2 separate regions of the Mus musculus genome follow, and region 1 is linked to region 2. Evidence: chromatin contacts called from public HiChIP or PLAC-seq data. All regions are on one chromosome and are shown on one strand. The core of a region is the stretch at or near the end of the contact, and the rest is flanking DNA. Distances in the headings are between cores, read along the strand shown.

Region 1 (7,829 bases), core at 255-2,754, 240 kb after region 2:
ACACAACCAGTATTATAATCTCCCTGTCCGTCCTATTTTAGTGACTTGTGCTAGCTTATATTTTAGTTTTGAGTCCTTTGTCTTTTACAAAGTTACGGTAAAAAGCTACATTTGGAGGTGGCAGTACGGCTCCCATTGTGAAAGTGCTTGTCACAGTGAGATTTGTAGAACCCAAGTGAAGGTGGACGGAAAGAGCTGACTCTACATGCATGCTGTAGCACCCCTCAGAAACAAGTATTTTGAAAACCCCCGTATTTCTATACGCGATTGTTTTTGGTACATATACAAACGTTTATTTCCACTTTCAGATTCTTTTAAAAGCCGTTTATCTAGTCTTCTATTCTCTCGTCTGTCAGACTTCTGACAGTTCTACTTGTGTCTGGCCGGGATCATTGTGTTTTATTTTAACATCGTTGTCCAGATGATCTCAAACCTTAAAATTACTCCAATATGATATTTCTTTTCATGCTCTGTACTGATGAAGATTGCTAGAAAAGTTTAAGTATCCTATATGTATGCATACTTTTGCAGGTGTCCTGTCTGGCCCTACCTGGAATCATGTAACCACAGGTAAAATGGATACTGCTGCCAAGATCACTGTGTTTGTGAAGTCTGTATGCAGTGCCTACAGGCTTTCCTCTCTCCCTGCACTCCACAGACTCTAACCTTTGCCTCTTAATTCCATTGCTCTTTCCCCCATGTTTATTCCAGGCAGCTCTGCTCATTCTTACCCACTGTCAAAGTAATCTTCAGGAGTTACCATGTTCAAATGGAGTCTATGATATAGTGACTATCCCAAATTTTTATACTTTCCCTGTAGATGCCTCAGAAAGGTGGTATTTTCGGGTTCCATCCTTTTGAGTAGATCCTAGTTGTCCAACAATTCTTCTTGGCTAGTCTAATTCATTTTCTTTTCAGAGTGCAGAAACTAAAAGCACTGCTAGCTTTGTCAAATTCATTCTAGCCTTTTTTTCTTGTAATCAATGACTTAATTACTGGGAATTAAAAATACTTTTTAAATTTTTATATAGAAAGCTAGTTACTGGAGAAAAATTTAATTACTAGAGAAAAATTTATGACAACGTGTATTTTCCATTGGCATTATTTCTGACCTGTCTTGTTTCTTTCTACACATATAAGAAAGCATTTCTCTAGCATGTGTAAAGGTACCCTTCTCTTTTCTCTGTTGTCATTCCAGCCTTCTCTTTAGCCAAAGCTCATTGTGTGTGTGTGAGGTCTTTCCTATTGCTTGTAACACCTATCATCTGTGTCCTATTTATTTATTTAGCCTGGTTTCATGTATCACACACCCCCTTTAAGATGGATTGCTTTCGTTTGTATCATGTTTCCATTTGCTTATGCTATTTGTAGCAATATTCATTGTGCTTTTATTCCATGTTAATTCAGCTGCATAACTCCTTCAGCCTCTTCATCCCTACCAGCAGAATCACTCTCCAATTCCTGTTTTGTCACTAATCAGCTTACAATCCTTTACTGGCTCCCCGGTGCTCTTTAGCTTCCAAACTCCTTTGGCATGACTCACAAGGCTCTTGATCTGGAGCCTGCTGTCTAGTTTTGCTTCCTTTCTGAATACGTGAAAACTGGAATTCTGAACTCTAGCCAGAAAAAGCCACCTTTACCAGTGGCTTTATTTCTCTTGTTCTTGCTCTCAAATCTTAAATATTTTTCCCCCAAGAAATTTTAGCTCTCTTCATTAACTTTTACATGCCAGAGCTTAACTTATATATGACTGCTTGCTGGAAGCCTTACTGTCTTTCTCTTGTTCATCTATGCCCCAACTCTACATATTTCTCAGCTCACAGGATGTTATTTCTCTATCTTATTTACTCCTTCCATTTGCCTGTTTAGTAGTCTGTATGTCTACTATATACTAGCCATAGTTAGGCAGGTAGCTCAATATCTCGAAGGTTCTTCAATCAAATGTGATAAATCAATCAATTGATTATGCAGTTAGTCCATGCAGAATAAATTGCTAAATGGGACTGTAATATTCTCAAGCAATTCTGTAGATCAGTGGTTTCTCAACCTATGGGTAGGAAAAACTGTAATTTTAACGAATCCCCCCCCCCTTTTTTTTTGCTTGTCTCATTTTTTGCCCCTCAAGTAGCCTAATTTTCTCCAATTTTACTTTCATCTAATGTCTGTTAACAAGTGTTCTGATGTGAACTTGGCTTTTGGTAAAGGAACTTATTTGTGGCTTTTGTATTATCTTTTCTTCTCTCCTTACTACATTATGATTCATAACTGCAAACTTACAGTTATGATGTAGTAACAAAAATAATTTTATGGTTGGGAATCACCACAACATGAGGAACTGTATTAAAAGATTGCAACATTAGGAAGGCTGAGAACAACTGCCATAGTTGAAGGGCTTCTTGGAGGGATGTTTTGAGTCACTGTCTTGCTATGTAACCCTATATGGCAGGACTCCTGCCTGACCCTTCTGAAATTACCAGGAAGTAGCAGGGGTCTTTCCTTCAAACTAGGCAGTTAAGCAAGAAATTTTATGAAATAGTAGTATCCTGACAGATTACCTTATCTCCATTTGTTCATACTTTCTCATTTATGCTGGTTCTTTATAGTAGAGTCTGTGTCATCATGGCGCTCCTTGCTGCTTTATTTTCCTTATGAAGTAACCACATCCAAATTTTCCCTTCCTGTCTCCAGCTGTCAGTGTCCACTTCCTGTCTCCAGCTGTCAGTGTCCACTTCCTGTCTCCAGCTGTCTGTCAGTGTCCACTTCCTGTCTCCAGCTGTCAGTGTCCACTTCCTGTCTCCAGCTGTCAGTGTCCACTTCCTGTCTCCAGCTGTCTGTCAGTGTCCACTTCCTGTCTCCAGCTGTCAGTGTCCACTTCCTGTCTCCAGCTGTCAGTGTCCACTTCCTGTCTCCAGCTGTCTGTCAGTGTCCACTTCCTGTCTCCAGCTGTCAGTGTCCACTTCCTGTCTCCAGCTGTCTGTCAGTGTCCACTTCCTGTCTCCAGCTGTCAGTGTCCACTTCCTGTCTCCAGCTGTCTGTCAGTGTACACTTCCTGTCTCTAGCTGTCAGTGTCCACTTCCTGTCTCCAGCTGTCTGTCAGTGTACACTTTCTGTCTCCAGCTGTCTGTCAGTGTCCACTTCCTGTCTCCAGCTGTCAGTGTACACTTTCTGTCTCCAGCTGTCAGTGTACACTTCCTGTCTCCAGTTGTCTGTCAGTGTACACTTCCTGTCTCCAGCTGTCTGTCAGTGTACACTTCCTGTCTCCAGCTGTCTGTCAGTGTACACTTCCTGTCTCCAGCTGTCTGTCAGTATATACTTCCTGTCTCCAGCTGTCAGTGTACACTTCCTGTCTCCAGCTGTCATTGTATACTGCTGTACTGGCTGGTTTTGTGTCAACTTGACACAGCTGGAGTTATCACAGAGAAAGGAGCTTCAGTTGGGGAAATGCCTCCATGAGATCCAGCTGTAAGGCATTTTCTCAATTAGTGATCAAGGGGGAAAGGCCCCTTGTGGGTGGTGCCATCTCTGGGCTGGTAGTCTTGGTTCTATAAGAGAGCAAGCTGAGCAAGCCAGGGGAAGCAGTCAAGCTGGTAAGTAACATCCCTCCATGGCCTCTGCATCAGCTCCTGCTTTCTGACCTGTTTGAGTTCCAGTCCTGACTTCCCTTGGTGATGAACAGCAGCATGGAAGTGTAAGCCGAATAAACCCTTTCCTCCCCAACTTGCTTCTTGGTCATGATGTTTGTGCAGGAATAGAAACTCTGACTAAGACAACTTCTGACCCACTTCTATTTAGCTTATTGCTGAGATTGTGTGGCTGATATTACACATACTTCGATATCAATGCATTGTAGATCAGATAGAACAATAAGTACAAAATTTCTTCTTTGTCTCTGTCCCAAAGGCTGTGTGAACAGTAGTGTCATGAATGCATCCTGTAGTAGATGAATGACAGATATTTTTGGCTCAGAAATTTTAGAAATCTCTTCAGCTAACTTTATAGAAGGATTAGCTATCAATGTAACCTTCTCATTAGAAGTTTCAGGGGAAAGGATAAAAAGAAAAATTATAATTCTAATGAATCCCTTTCTTTTCCCATCTCTTCTTCATGCCTCAAGCAGTCTAATTTTTTTCAAATTTTATTTTCATCTGATGGCAGTTGACAAGTATTCTGAAGCAAGCATGGCTTTTTGGTAAATATTTCTTATTTATGGCTTTTGTATTATCCTTTCTTCTCTCCTTATGTATGTAGTATATGTGTCTAGTAAGTTTCATGGAAATAAAATTATTGTTAAAAATCTTTGCAACCAAGAAATAATTTGTAGAAAAATAAAATCAGCATCAACTATTGATCCATTTTCAGTGTAGTCACTCAAATAGCATTTGGTGACAAAAACTGTGGACGCAGATATTGCCATCCAGTGGAATGTCATTGTAGGATGTATTTTCTCTAGGCTAGGTCCCTCTTCCCGCACGGATATTACAGTTTCACCTACGAAGTGTATGAGATAGTTAATAATTTTCTTTTCCATGTTGGAAACTGGGGAGGTTAACAGTAGCTACTCCAGTTTCTCCTAACAGGGTGTCAGCTCCTTCAGGCCAAAGGGAGTGACTTGCATCATCTTCTTCCCTGCATATGTGCATTTGTGTATGGTAATTTTCAGGAAAAGCATGTGAACTTGAAATACCTGGGAAGGGCTACAAATTTCCTGACCTCTCGTTTAACATTCTTTTCATTGCACTCTTTTGCTTTATAAACAGAGCATTACCAATTGGAAGTGGGCTCTGTATTAAATCTGACTTACTACCCATAGCCTTGGGCAGCATGTGATTTCTAAATAGGCATGGGGTTAGAGTGGAAAGGGAATTTTGCATCAATCACATCTCAAACTTTTGTTTATAGCCACTCTAGTTGATTTTTGGCTCTTCTCATTCTTAACAAAATCCAGGTCATTACCAAGATGTAGATTATAACCAGCACTGTTGATCTTAGGCCAAAACTTGGACTAGCTAATGACTTTCTGCTGCCACCATGTTTTAGTTTCAGCAACTAATCATGGCCAAGATTAATAATGGGCAAGATTTCATATTGCCTTCAGGGAAATATGTGAGGTGTTGAAATGGAAGGAGGCAAAGGGGGATATGGAGTATAAGGGGAAACTTGCCATTGACTGAGGAGAATGCATATGTACCTATAAGATACATGCACTGTAGATATGTGCATACATCTATATTGTACATAATCACTATGTTACAAAGCAGAATAACTCATTAGGAACTTGCAAGCAGCATGGTTAAAAAGATGCTGATCATCTGAACACAAGAGTGCATTAGGAACGGGTGTCAGACCAAACACCTAAGAGCAGGTACTTACTACATTTCATTCACATGAATATAAGGTGGTTTTTTAATTATTTAACTACTCTTGTGCAGAAAATATACGTATTGATTTAATCCAATTTTCTGAATTGATGATTGAACATTTGTGTAACTGACATGGCAAGATTTTCTATACTACATATTAAATCAACCCCATATACTATTCTTAATATCTTAGTTCCTACACATTTATCTTTAGATCATAGTATATAAAGAGTACATTTTAATATTTCAACTTTCTGAAACAGAAAAATTTGGAATAAAAACCTTAGTCTACTTTCTAAAGTTCAAATTGAACGTAATTTTGTGAATAGTTTTCTAAATAATTTTGTAAATATTTGGTATCATCACAAGTTTAGTGTATATATTAAAAGATGCAGTGCATGTAAGGTAGTTTATGTACTGGGGTCATAATTTTCTTCCAAAGTTAATATGCTGTGTTATACATGGAGGAGCACTTTGATTCAGTCTTCCAACTATTGTCTTTACTTTGTGATATGATAACTATTGAAATTTAAGGTGTTTAATACTTTTTTATAATAGTTTTGGTTTTTCTCCCTTTTATTGAAAGTAGATTATTTTTTTTCTCACAATATATCCCAATTACAGTTTCCCTTTCCTCTCCTCCTCCCTGTTCCTCCCCATCTCCCCTCCCACCTGGATCTGATTTCTTTCTGTCACATTAGAAAAGAAAAGACTTTTGGGAGATAACAACAAAATATAACAAAATAAAATATAAAATAAGCCAACAATCATAACATTGAACTTTGACAAGGCAACCCAACGAAGAATAGGTACAAGCATCAGAGGCCCACTCCTTTGCATACTCAGGAATCCCGTAAAAACACTAAGCTGAAAGTTATAACATATACAGAGAGGACCTGGTCCAGACCCATATAGGTCCTGTGCTTGGGGGTTTAGTCTCTAAGTTTATGTGAGCTTTGCTTGGTTCTTTTAGAGGGACTCTTCTGGTGTCCTTCATCTCTGGTTGTTACACATTTTTTGCCTCCTTTTCTGCCTCCTCTTTTGAGGGAATTCCCTGAAATCTGAGGTATGGGACTTGATGGAGACATACCATTTAGAGCTTTGTGTTCCAATCTCTCTCTTTCTCTCTGCATAACATCTGGCTTTGAGTCTCTGCATTTGTTGCCATCTGCTGTAGGAGCAAGCTTCTCTGAGGATGGCCAAATAAGGGCACTACTGATCTGTGAGTATAGCAGAATAAATAACATGAATCGTTTAAATCACTACTGTTGTTTTGTTTTTTGACCAGTAGTGTTTGGTTTTACCCTAGGTCTCTGGGCTATCTAATCCCTGGTTCTTGGTCACTCAAGAAATATTGGGTATGGGTTCCTTCTCATGAAGTGGGCCTTAAGTCAAATTACACAGTTGTTAGTCACTCCCACAAGCTTTGTGCCACCATTGCCCTAGCATAGTTTGCAGGCAGGAGAGCAGTTTAGATCAACTGACAGGAAGGCCTCATTGCTGAAGACAATACCCAACAAACTCATTGAACATGGAGAAGTTGAACTGGTGCCTACATAGAGCCTTTACTCCTACATTCCAGTATTCCAGAGAAATGCCTCCCAAGTGCTGGGATTAAAGGCGTGTGCCACCACCGCCCGGCATAGACTATTAATGGAAGATACTCTGCATACTCCTGAACACCAACCTAACTACAAACCCTCTCATTTACAAGAATGCCTTTCCTGCAAAGTAAACTGGTGTAGTTGTGGCACAAAGCTTGTGGGAATAGCCAACAGTATGTGATTTGAATTGCGTCTGACTCCATGAGATGAAACCCATAGTCAAAGCTATTGGATAGACAGGACCTGAGACTCGATAGGCTAGGGACCTAGGGTTAAGAACCAGAATGATAGTCTGCTGCGCTTGTAGATTTTTGCCCTGCACAGCCATCATCATAGAAACTTCTTTCTAAAGCAAATGAGAACAAATACAGAGACCCACAGCCAGGCAATATGCAGAGAGTAAGTGACCTTGGACTTTCTCTAAAGGGGAGGTCTTCATCAAATCCCTCCCCAGCTCAGAGAAGTCTATGGAAGAAGAGGCAGACCCATTGTAAGAGCCAGATGGGATGGATGACACCAAGGAATCAAGGCCTTCTAGTCACAGCGGGGCTGGCAGTCATGAACTCAGAGACTAGCAGGAAGCACAGGGTCTGCATGAGTGTGCCCCCAGAGGGTCCTAGAGATGAAAAGAGACATGGACACAACCCACCCTGATCCCTAACCCAAAAGCTATCTCCAGTTGATAAACCACTCTCAAATGAAGGTCACTCCAAGGGAGTGACCCTGGAGAAACAAGCTACTTAATATAGTCCCTATGCTCAGCAGTATATGCCAAACACAAAACAAACTCAATAGCATTTTTGGATTATTATTATTGTCTCATTACATGTAGCTATGGCATTTCCTTCCTTTCTTCCTTCCTTCC
Region 2 (6,899 bases), core at 1,737-4,236:
TAAAGCAGGTAACCAAGAATACACATAAGGGTTATTTCTTTCATAAGGGTCAATGGGGAGGCATGCTTGTGGCTGCCGAGAACTGACAGAGAGCCTCTGGTGTCAGGCAAGTACCCAACCATTGAACTATGCGTTCTCAGCCTGACAACTTGCTCTTCTCGACTTAGAAAACCCAAACTGCAGTTTTACTAATTCAACAATAAACATAAATCGCATAACTATTCAACCAGAAATTTACATTTATGAAAATTCTGTTCCTTGGGAACATGACATAGGCAAGATTGCATACCATGATCGAAATAAGGCACACAAAAGTGACAACAGACCCCACACACATCACCTTCTTGGAACTCAGACTTGATGGCCAAGCTGAGCACCCTGGAAGGATCCTCAAATACTTTCCAAATATAAGAAGGGTACCAAAGGAGAGGGGAAAACTTTTCCTAAAAAAACAAACCAAACAATCAGAAAACAACAAACAAACGCTCAAAAAACAAAACCAAAAGCCCCCCCAGGGGCATCAGCAGTTAAGAAAAGAGCGCTTCCTCCGCAGTTGGTCACAGGGTTCATCCTCTTGTCAGGCCAAAGCAGGTGCAGGCCTGTTGGGCGACCTGGTCTTCCTCCTTCCTGCATCTCTGTTTTCCAGGTTCTCACCTTTTCAGACCTCGATTTGTATTTGTATACATGTGTGATCCTCCGGCCATTGGGTCATTGGCTTTTTACCCAGGCCCTTTCCTCACATCCTTTTCCTTCCTCCCTTTGGCAGCCGGTGGTGCATCTTCCTGCCTTGAATACCGCATTCCCTAGTTATTCAAGCTCAGTCATTAGCACCCCGACCCCCTACAAAAATTATGAATGAAAAGCCTTGTTGTTCTTTACAAATAACTCGGGCTGCCTCAGTCAGTCAAATTCGAATGGAAGTGACTGCCAGACAAAGGAGCGGGATGACGGACAGTCCTCACAGCAAGTCATCAATGCTCACAGGAAGTTTTTAAAGCCACAATATAGGTAAGGGAAGCCTGGGCGTTGTGGCGGGACAAGCCCGCAGAAGGGGGTTGGGAGCCCCGGGGCTCTTTGTGTCTGTGTGGATCTCAGAAAAGGAAACCTGCTTGGAAGTTCTGAGACAACAACGTCCAGAATCTGTTTGCCCTGGAGAGCATTTGAAACCGGTCCCTGGGAGATGCTCTCACCTTACGGCAATTCTGGTTCGGACTGACACACACAGACAAAAGTGAAGGCACCAACCATTTACTGGGTTTTCAATGCTGAGCTGGGCAAGAGTGGGTTAGAAACTCCGAGCTGCACAGCACCCCGCTGAGAAGTTGCTTTGTCCTGGGCCCCTCTTTCACAACAGGGGAAAAGGTAATTGGCAGCCCGATTGTTTAGCCGGGACCCCTGCTGTTTTAGAATCCTGGAAGGCCCCAGTCACACGTTGTCAATAATGGCCCTCAGAGGTGAGGAGTGAAGGAGGGCTGTTCGGGAAACAGTTTGAGCCCTTCAAGTGGACAGGCCTCAGTGACTTCTGCGCTCTGCCTGCCACGGGCAGCTCATTCAAAAATAACCTTAAAGTAATAAATCAAACTCGTTTCCTGAACTATACAAGGAACAGCTGCTTATTTTTCCTCACTTTTTTTTTCAAAGCAGAGAGAGAGAGAGAGAGAGAGAGAGATTTCATTTTTTTCATTTTTTTTTTTTTTAACTACAGGAAACCAAGCATGTCAAAATTTGGCAAAGCAGTTTGGATGATTTAAAAGCTAAACACTCCTCTTTATAATGCTAGACGTCCATTGGCCTCCCCCCCCCCCCCACTTATTTAAACGTTTATTTTTGCAATCCGTTTGTTGCAACAAATGGCCCTTATCCGGTTCTCCCTGTTTTTGAAAGGAAGATGACGGGGGTGGGGGTGGGGTGGGGGTGGGGGCAGTTTCTAAAGCATTGGTCCATTGGCTCAATGATTTTACAGGTACCAGTTCTTTTCTAAGGTTCTGCAGCAATTTGATGGGGGCTTCGGATGTTACCGCATTTGTTTCTTCTGAGAGCCCGTTTTTTTTTTTTTTTTTTTTTTTTTTTTTGGAGTTTTGATGAGACCAGTAGTTTTTCTTCAGTCTCTTGATTTAGGAACTCCATGCTAGAGTCTTTGCCACCATAGAGGAGATCTTTTCTCTTCAGAAAAAACAATTTGCAACTTTTCAGTCTCTTTGGGGGTCCTTGTGTGTCTATCTTCCTCCTTGGATATGTTTACTCTCCAGATAAGAGCAGCTAGCCTCTGATTTCTTTGCCAATGATTAAACATCTGTAAGGGACACAGGATATAAAAAGAATTCTCTTCTGTAATGATTAGTGTGTTTCTTTGTTTTATAAATAGCTAGTATTGAGAAAAGGATCCATTTTTAATGAGAACCATAATAGAAGTTATTCTAAAAATTTTTAAAAATATGACAAGATATTTTCTAATAAATCATAGAATGCCTTCCTAGAAATTAGGGTTTTCATATCTTGTATACAATAAGAGTTAAGAAAGAAACATACTTTAGGGCCTCTGATTTTTACATACTATATATATTTCAAATCATTTAAACATAAGCAGCTCATCTTAAAATTAATTCTAAGGTTATTAATATCCCATTGTACAACATACCTTGATTACTATCATTGTTTAGAAGTATCGTTTGTCATGATTCAGTAGTAGAGGAGAAATGATGGATGGAGTAGTGGGATGTTTAGTGTCTAATTACCGATGAATTTCTTTTTCTTCCTGATTTGGTTAGAGGTTATCCGTGACTAGATGCTTGTCATGAAAGGCATGTCTACAGGAAGACGGTGAAATTCCGTTTGCAGTAGAATCACTGTTGTTGTATTTGCAGGGAAGTACACTGCTGTGGTAGCACAAATAAGTCAAAGTTTGTGCCACATGGTTAGGTCAGTGTACTTTGTACACTCACAGTGTCCCCCCGGACTGTTTTAACAGTGAGTTCAGCAGTGGGTGTGGTTTCCATATGAATAGCTCTTCCTCCTATGGCCGTTGTTCACTCTGAGACTGTTTGGATATAACTTCTCCTCAGGTTCAACATTTGAGGCTCAAATGTGATCTATCTAGGAGGAATTCTTGAGAACTGTATTAACATGTTTGAAAGAACTGGATTTACTGAACACACTACTGTGTCAGAAAGGATTCCTTGAACGCTTGGACGGTTTCTAAACATAGTTTATAAATAAGGATATAAATTATCTGTGAATTAACACACAAACGACTTGGAAATGTCGAGGGCTCTGTCGTCTAGATGACTCATTTCACCCCCATTGAGTCACAGCTTCCTCTTGCTAACAGATGCTTAGAAATGGACTGGTTCGGTGAATTTCAAAGCAGCTGGAACCTCCGTGGCCTTAGCATCTCCTTTTCTGGATCACTGCGGCCTCTGGGCCACATGTAGGGGTGAGCTAGGGAGAAAGGAGCTGTGCGCAGACTTGCCTCCTGGCCTCCTGCTTGGCTGCCACTCACACAGCTTGCCCCCAGAATGGACTTCCTGTGTTGTCAGTCTTACTCAGTATCTCACCAAGCACTCTTTGTCACTCAGCCTGAGACAGAAAGGGGCGAGATAACAAATCTAGACTGCTTGTGTTGATTTTGTGGATAACCTAAAGGGCTCTCGGGGGGGGGGGGGGGGGCCCACCTCTACTTCGGCAACAGCCTTTCCTGTGACATTGAGCCAGGCTTTGGACATCCCGTTCCTTGGTTTGTGTCAATGAGGAATGAGGACCGCGGTGCTGTGTCCTCTTACTTTATTACAAAGTGCAGTAACTCGAACATTTTTCTGAACATTGAAAGCCCTTAGCAAAGAAAACATAACGAAACGCAAATTACAACCACCACAAGAGACAGACGGTCTTTTCTGTTCTCAGGAGATGGGAAGGAAATCACAGCTCACTAATTACATTCTTTACCTCCAAAAAGAATATGTTGTAGTCATGTAAATAAGGTCTTCCCTTCCGTCATCCTTCCAGTTTCCCCTATTATTATTGTTGTTGTTATTGTTATTATTTGCCCACATCACCATCCTCTTCCTGCAGATTTCCTTCTTCTACGTGGGAGACCTTAACACTTATATGGGGTCAAAGTTCAACAGCAACTGGCATTAGTCAAGAACGTGTCTAGTAGGCACCGAGACAAATAAGGAGATCAACTGAGTGATGGGACTGCATAGCAAGTCATGGTGTGTTGGCTTCAGCAAATTCCCTGGGTTCAGAAATGAATTCACAGAGGTAGCGTTGGCAAGCAGGGTCTCTGGACTTTGGTGTCTTTATATCCTAGGATGCGTATTTATCCGGAGCTCTTTGCAAAGGGATTGGACAGGATGGAAACCATCGAGAAATTGAAAGATTCTTCCTGTTGTGTGGGAGAAAGTATCATATCTATACCTGTAGCCTTTACCTTCCTTTGGTTAAACAATGAAAGTAGGCTCAGTGCACCTGGGAGAGAAACACTGGATCATTCCATTGCATTAGAATTTATAAAATATTCCAAAAATTCGAGAATGTATTTTAATTTCACGTAACAAAAAAAATCCCCCTTTAAGCGGTTGAGTTTATTGCTGCTATCTTGTGTTATGAAGACACTAGCAATATCAATCGTGACTTAGAAATCAGTTTACCTCGTCTTCCTCATGACATCTCAGGAAGGGACCTGCACACGGGCTCCCCATGCATCACGCATGCGCACCGTTTCCATGTGGACCGCAGCACCTGCACGGCAGGGCTGAACTCCTGAGCTCTGCACAGGAAGTACTTATACTACGTGTCCTAACGTTGTGCTTATTTCATTTTTCCTCCCAAAGACGTTATTCGATATTGGGTAGGAAACACTCAGAGATGATCCACATAGGACATATATTCACATATACATATACTTTTTAAAAATAAGTTATAAGACACATTCCAGTCTGTTCATAATATGGATCAGAATAGAAGGTAGATTATTAACTTTGTAAGCATTTTTCCCCCGGGTTTGTTTCGCCTTTATACCAGACATGCATTACTTTTTTTTTTTTTTAACTAAAATGTGAATAAAGAAAATGTTTTGACACTTGTTCAATAAAAGTGACTTTTGAGACAATTTACCAGTGGCAAATAATATTTGTGATTTATCATTTTTGTCAATCATGATAAAGGATCTGAAAATCCAGGAGAAAAGGCTTTTTTTTTTTTTTTTTTTTTTTTAAAGGCACACATTCAAACCCACAATGGTTGTGCTCCCTCTGCTGGCTCTACTGGGACAGTTTGGGAGGATAGAATAATAGCAAAGAAAATTCTGATTTTTGTGTGTGTTTTACATATTGTTTTGACAGAGACGTTTCTCCTGACAGAAAGTTTTAGGTTAGTTGGTAACATTTCCCCTAATATTTAGTAGTGATGCTGAAGCAGGCCTAGATTACTGTCATATTTTAAGTGAATTTCCTTTCTTATGTTAAGTAGAGCATAAAATGTAGCAATTATTTCTCCCCCATATTTTCCTCTGTTTGGGTACAGTCTCACTATATAGGCCATGCTGGTCTCGGCCTCCTAAGTACTGGGATTACAGGTGTGTATCGCCATGCCCAGTTCAAAATACAACAATTTTATTTTGTTGAAAAAAATTTTTTTTTTGTTAAAGATAACCTTGTATAACTAGTTATTGATAATTTGGTGTTTTCATCATTCATTCCAGTGTGTGTGTGTGTGTGTGTGTGTGTGTGTGTGGTATATGAAGATGTGTGTCTGTGTGTGTGTGTGTGCATGAGTGTGTGTATGTGTGTGCACATGTGTGTATGTGGTATATGAATGTGCGTGTGTGTGCATATGTGTGTGCCTGTATGAGTCTGTGTTCATGTATGTGGCATATATATGTGTGTATGTGTATGTATGTGTGGTATGTGCACAGGGACATGTAAAGTACAGCTCAGGTGTGATTGATTAATGACTGCTTGTGAGAATACAGTTTCTTCTTCTACCGTGGCTTCCAGTGAATCTCAGGAAGCAAACTCAGGGTATCAGGGGTGGAAACAAGCACCCTTAGCTTCTGATCGGTCTCGCTGGTTCTGTAACTGAGTCTAACCGTTCATTTGTTTACCTGTCCATCAGGCTCACACCAGAAAATAACCAGATGGGGATGATATCAACATAGGCTATTGCATTTAAGAAACCACTTTGTTAGATAACGTTCGTCTATATCTTCCTGTAGTATAGATATTTGGAATTGCTCAGGTAATATAACTTTTCATGGTCTAGAAATTAGAACTAAAGGTTCTCAGAATTACCCATTTTCTTTCTGGAATGTTGACGTTCACATCTCAGTGATGATCCATAGATACTGTCATTTAACAAATGCTTGCATTACATCACTGAATTCTTTGCTGTATTCTGTTATAACATTCTACACCATGTCTTAAAAAGTGTTCGATGTGGGCTGGAGAGATAGCTCAGCAGTTAAGAGCACTGACTGCTTTTCCAGAGGTCCTGAGTTCAATTCCACTGTTGTGCCTGAAGACAACAACAGTGTACTTACATATATAAAATAAATAAATGTTTTTTTAAAAAAGTGTTTGATGTGAAGCTTGTCTGTATTGAATTCAGCTCCTTCTACTGGTCTTTGCCTTTAGGTGAACATCAGTCAAGTAGCAGGTAATAAATGAGCTGGTTCCTAAAGGATGTGTGCACTCAGCAGGGAGGTTTTGAGGAGGTTGAGAGGCTCTAAGGACTTTTAGAAGAGTCAAAGAGAGAATCACTGCTTCTAGGAAAGGCCAGACTGCTAGGAAAAGGGGTGGGGAATAAGGAAAAGATGGGGGCGCTGTGTAGCAGGGAGGATAGAAACAGCATTTCCTTACCTGAGAAACCCTCCCCCTAAATATTTATCTTTGTGAGGAAAT

The links. HiChIP or PLAC-seq counts read pairs in DNA pulled down with a chosen protein or histone mark.
Region 1: a CTCF HiChIP or PLAC-seq map of the NIH/3T3 cell line shows a contact between it and region 2, with 9 read pairs. The contact joins two enhancer-like sites.

What each region holds. Positions count from the first base shown.
Region 1 is chr14:106,161,002-106,168,830 of GRCm38.p6, forward strand. No RefSeq gene overlaps it. Among named protein-coding and RNA genes, the nearest start is that of Trim52, 59 kb to the left of the region's middle. Within about 2 kb of position 1,505, at least 31 of the 459 cell types and tissues checked have an H3K27ac peak or open chromatin away from gene starts, as enhancers often do. A contact at or near this core is called in the NIH/3T3 cell line, where this site is marked.
Region 2 is chr14:105,919,670-105,926,568 of GRCm38.p6, forward strand. No RefSeq gene overlaps it. Among named protein-coding and RNA genes, the nearest start is that of Spry2, 26 kb to the left of the region's middle. Within about 2 kb of position 2,987, at least 153 of the 459 cell types and tissues checked have an H3K27ac peak or open chromatin away from gene starts, as enhancers often do. A contact at or near this core is called in the NIH/3T3 cell line, where this site is marked.